Linked DNA regions of Columba livia: region 1 is linked to region 2. The links are chromatin contacts, called in public Hi-C maps. All regions are on one chromosome and are shown on one strand. The core of a region is the stretch at or near the end of the contact, and the rest is flanking DNA. Distances in the headings are between cores, read along the strand shown. Region 1 holds the start of WDFY2 (WD repeat and FYVE domain containing 2). Region 2 overlaps WDFY2 (WD repeat and FYVE domain containing 2).

Evidence for each region. A called contact is a pair of places that touch in the nucleus more often than the background predicts.
Region 1: a contact with region 2 is called in a Hi-C map of crop, with 4 times the contacts expected there. The contact joins the promoter of WDFY2 here to the enhancer-like site in region 2. A contact is called at or near these places in 2 of 2 Hi-C or Micro-C datasets (crop and liver).

Annotation. Positions count from the first base shown.
Region 1 is chr1:29,903,920-29,906,619 of bColLiv1.pat.W.v2, forward strand. It overlaps WDFY2 (WD repeat and FYVE domain containing 2), which reads right to left and starts at 1,440. Exons shown (of 12, transcript XM_065052969.1): 1 at 1,154-1,440. The coding sequence starts at 1,290.
Region 2 is chr1:29,849,621-29,852,320 of bColLiv1.pat.W.v2, forward strand. It overlaps WDFY2 (WD repeat and FYVE domain containing 2), which reads right to left. Exons shown (of 12, transcript XM_065052969.1): 5 at 1,291-1,441. Among named protein-coding and RNA genes, the nearest start is that of DHRS12, 48 kb to the left of the region's middle. Within about 2 kb of position 1,386, at least 1 of the 3 cell types and tissues checked has an H3K27ac peak away from gene starts, as active enhancers do.

The DNA.
Region 1 (2,700 bases), core at 190-2,689, 54 kb after region 2:
ATGATCTTAAATTTGCACATATTTGACAACTAGCCGAAAACTAACTCACAATGAGGACAAAGACAAGATGAAAGAAATACTGTCAGTTTTGTGAAAGCTAGCGGAGACGTATAAGCAAATACTCGACGAGATAGCAGGCATCCAAGAAAACCAGCCCACCAAAAACCCCCTTGAGAATCAAAACATCATCACACACTGGTCAACATTTGTCTTTCAAGCTAGGGTCACAAGTTACACACTATGCACCAGAGTTGCAAAGAAACCGTACTTGAAATAATTATTAAGGTATGGCAGAAGCAAAATGTGCTCTTAATTTAAAGGCGGGCACCTTGTCCTGGTTTCGGCTGGGATAGAGTTAATATTCTCCACCACACACCTTCAGGATGGAGTTTTGAAGCTCCAGCTGCAGGGCTGAATTAAGTTTGAGCTCTTTCAGAAGAGCCAAAGCTGCCTCTGGGCAGCCTCAGACCCCGCACTAAACCACTAAATGGCCAGAAAACATTCTCCTCTTTGGCAGCTTTACAACACGGGATTTAACTCCAAGATCTTATCACTGATACACGGTATTTTTAAACAATTACCAAGAAACGTTTGGAGAGGGGAAACCGGAACCAAAACTACTGTTTTAGCCAATGCCACCGCAATCTCTAGGCAAGGTCAAAAATCTCCACAGCCTCCCCAGAAATCCTGGTGATGAAAGCGATCTCAAGCCCCATTTTACCCACATGAAGAAAAGTCACTCAAGTCCTGCAAGTTTCCGCAGCACAGCAGCCCACTCATTGCCCTGACCAACACGGCGGTGGAGGAGGACATGGACAACAAGCTGGAGACCCCCTGCCCCACACTCCTTCCCCAGCAGGACCAGGTGTGGCTGCCTAAAGCCGTGTCCCCATGCTGGACCACCACGGCCCCGGCGCTTGCCCGGACACCGCTGGTGGAGTCCACAGTCACATCAGTGACGGTGTGTCACCAGCATCACTCGCCAGTGATGGAGATAAACCACCATCGCAGGACCTGTCACGTCCCACCAGCACTCGTCGGTGATGCTAGCAGTGATGGACCAGGACCCTGGTCCGCAACCATCACCGGCAAGTGATGGGGGACGCGACAGGCCACGGCCCCGCAGGACCTGTGGACATCCCCTCCCCGGTACCTGTCCTCGGAGACGCTGATGACCCCGTCCTCCTTGGGTACTATCGCTGCCATGTTCACCACCTCCTGCGAGCCCTCCACTTTGTTGAGCAGGAGGGGCTTGCGTGTCAGCGCCTTGGGCTGAGGCTCCGCCGCCATGGGCGCCACGGGGCCGGCGGGCACCGCCGCTGCGGCCGGAGGAGGCTGCGGCCGGAGGAGGCGGCCCGCACTGCCGAGGCGGAGGAGGGACTTGCCGGAGCCGGCTTCGCCGCCGGCTCCCTGGGGCGCAGGAACCAACGCGGCGGCGGCGGCGGCACCGCCCCCGAGCCGGGCTGTGCCGGGCCGGGCGGGGCGGGGCGGTCTGAGTAGGGGAAAATGGCGGCCGCCCGCCGCCATCTCGAAGTGTTGGGGTGCTGCGCCGCGCCTTTGCGGAGGGAAACCTTTGGGCGGACAGTGGTTTAAACACGCATCTCCTCCCATGGCTGCCTTCCCAGGGGCGCGGGCTGTCCGGGCCGAGCGGGGGCACGCCTCAGGGGGCAGCCGGGTAAACGCATCCCGGCTCTGAGGGGTGGCCGGTGCTCCTCTGTTGGCACGGGTGGGCTGTTGCGCTGTCCGTGCCGTGGTGACATCGCCGTGAACCCTTCTGCGAAATAAAGAGGCGGGGGTAAAGATTAAACGGGGCGATCGCTTCCCTCTGTTTACATTACTTTTTCCTATCTGGGTTTACCTTGGCGCTGAAGGTCAGCAGGTGATGTTAAAAGGGGATTTCTGCTGCTGCATTAAGCAGCAGGACCTCGTGTTAAACTTCATGTGTTGTTGTCTGCATCACACAACGTTTACGTAATTGAACAATTTCTACGTGACTTTTGGTATTCAGGGTTGAAAATTGGTGAAATAAAAGGCGGGGGCAGCCCGGGCAGAGGTAGCGGCGAGCACGAGCCTTGCGGCCGGCAGGGCATGGCAGCGGGTTTGTGGCCCAGCGGCAGAAATCCACCATCAGGGAGTTTATTCCTAAGGGAAATAAATGCAACAGGCTTCCAGCAGCTCACATCCAACAAGAAGCTACTTTTCGCTCACTTTTCGCTCACTTTTCCTGGCGGATTTGTTGAGGTCCAAGAAGACCAGATAACTTGCCCAAAGCTCTGTGCTAAAGCCAGTGAGAAAGCGCTTCTTCCGGAGGCGTGTGCCAAACTTTCATGATCTCTCTCAAAAGATTCTGGAAAACCATGCTCAATGTCTGAGCTGTTGTCCTACGTTGGAGAAACTGTCAGCTGACAGGAAAGCATTATTTCAGCTGTAACTTTAATTTTATCCACAGCAGTTCTCTGTGAAAAAAATCAGAGCTCCTGCCCATCAGCAGAAAACTGAGGAAACTTTGGAAGAGTTCAGGTACAAAAAACTCAAAGATCAAGAGTTCACTTTTTCTCTGGGGGTAACACACAGCAACAGAACAAATCCTGATGGCCTGCTTGGCACTTACGTTGCCTATGTAGTATAACAGAGGCAACAGAAGAAAGATATAGGAAATTATTTGGGGCAGAAACTAAACTTTCATAATGTTTAGTAATC
Region 2 (2,700 bases), core at 136-2,635:
CTCTCTTTCCCTTCCCAAATTGTATAAAATAACTATTACTAGTTATCTGTTTCTTCATTATAGTTAAGTTTACAAATACGATGACAGGGTATTCATTTATGTTGTATTTGGGGAAGTGTCAGCTATGTCAGGTACATCACCCAACATACCCTAACCTGAATGAAATTTGGACCCATTCTGGAACCACCTATCCGGACAGATTCTGACCTCTTCATCCAATTTAATTCCACATTCAGAGTCCATACTGGATATTTAAGGTACAACTGCTTAGCACTGATTTTATGCATACAGAACATTGAGGGAAACAAAACACGTTCCTGGTTCTGCCAAGATATGTGCAATATTTGTCAGTGATTCTCCATTCCCCTGCCCTCCAACAGTATGATCTGATGACCCAAATTAAAGTGCCCTCCAAAATTTTGAATCACTCAAAATGGTCTGTTCTCTAGAGAGTTTTAAGAAATAGAGGTCAAATTACTGCATCACACTTTCAAAATTATTTATCACTTAATTAAAATATAAGTTTAGTCTTAATGCTTTTTAAATTGGCTGAATGACCAGACAATATAAAGCAAGTCCATGTTCAGACAGTAATTCTGGGTCACTTCCCATGAACTAGCAAAACACCCATCATCTATACCACATATGCTAAGGGGCACTAAAAAGTCTGTTTATGCTAACCCCTGGTTTCAGCCTAAGAGCTCATACTTTTCCACTTCCCTTTTCATTTGCAATAAAGCTGAATTAATATTTCTTTTATTGCCAGGCAGCTGGGGCAGCTCTAGGTGAATAAGCCACTTGAGTGCCATTTCTGGAGCCATTTACTCGTTAGTTAACCCAAATTCCCAATATATAGTGCGTTGTTCCAGAGTGAAGGACAAGCGCTCATTATTTTATATTAAAGTAATTTAATTTTTACCATGCATACACAAAGGCACGCTGACCTGATCACTGACCTACTTTGCTACCGTTAATTCTTAGAAAAAAGCATGTGCTGCATGTTTAAATGAAGGCTCTGTCCATATTTATTACAAAAGCAGACCACAATAGGTTGCAGATTGCCCTTTGTTTTGCTCAAAAATGGTTAGACCTAAATATGCCACCATGCGTTAAGGATACAAAGCAAGGAGAACAGACAGTTTTTAAAATTGGCTTTAAATCACTGTTTCTCTCACAAAGCACTGTACCTATACAGGAAACAAAATCTGGAAGACAAATAGAAAAATACACCAAAAAGGCTCATTAAGTGCCAAAAAACAGAAGCAAAACCCAGAGCTCGTCAGAGGATACTGCAGGCCGCAGGCCCCGGCGCTGGTGCGGTAACCTCCCAGCCGCTGGCCGCTCTCTGAACAGTGCCACGTGAAGTGCTTGTCTTGCCCAGTGCTCAGCAGCCACTCCATCTCCAGGACAAACAGAACCATCATGACCCTGCTTTGATGAGCTGAAAATTAAGCAGAGAGACATAAAATCGCATTGTGGAGAAGAACATGGACGCAGAAGACCACTGCAAATACCAAATGCACGCAGCTCCTCTGCTCCCCCTCCCTACAGAAGAAGCTGGTATTTAATAATCCCGTTGACACAAGCTACCATGCAAGTTGTAAAGTCCCTGCTCTGCATGTTCAGCGCTTGCATGAGAAAGGGCAGAAGAAAGACTTAATTCCTTCCATGCCTATTGCAGCCACTTATCTTCTACAGTAGCACAAGTCTTCCTTCCATCATTGTATCATCACTAACAAAGCTGCCATTGTGCAAAACACTTGGGGCTCTACTTAAACATCTTTTGAATTGGTTTTATGACAGTAGTGGAGATGCCTATGCTGCTGCTCCTCCTGCCACGAGGTCTGGTGTGGATCTGGGTGGTGGATTGTGGTACCCCAGCAGAATGATGCTCAGAACAGGCACAACCCTGCACCAAAGGGATGTTTTAGCATTGCATGTAAACCAGCTAAAAGGGAAATTAGAAAAAAATCAAATAAATAAAAATTAAAAAGATCACAGCTAGGGAAGATGAATAAAACAGCTGAAGGAATAAATTTCTACTGCTACCTAAATAAAGCCATCAAGAGCTTTTCATTAAAGCAAGAGAACCCAGGTTTGTACAGGCGTTTTGTTTTGTATGTTTTGTATGTTTTGTATGACCAGTGGGCTTGGTCATGAAGTCCTGATTGAGATGACTTTTTAATAAAACAAGTGGCTGGAAAGACATGCACAATTATTCCCAGCTGTAACTTCATGGCGAATGCCATAATTTTCAATCCACAGCCCTACTGGTTTATTACTGTTCAGAGACCAGGCAACACGTGTCACACAAAGCAGGCTGCTTGTATTTGTTTGTGTAAAAGCTGACACATTGGAAAGATTAAATATCTTTGGAAGCTTAAAAACCACCCTGAAACCTCTGTTTGAAATGCAGATAAATTCCTTCAGAACAGTATGGGAAGATTGCTGCCTGTCCTATACAAATATACATCACAGATGAGAGCCATGTTCAAACCCTATGAGGAGAAAGCAGCTGTAGCAAAGAACAGGAGACTTGCACAGGCCAACATCTGCCCCTGATCCATGCTGCCTTTTGCACCCAGATTCCCCGAGGAGAATAGTCAATAGATGCATTGACGCAAATTTCCATAACTGTGACTGGCAGCTGGACTAGTTTACAGCATCAGACTTGAACTGTGACCAGATGCTTTCACCCTT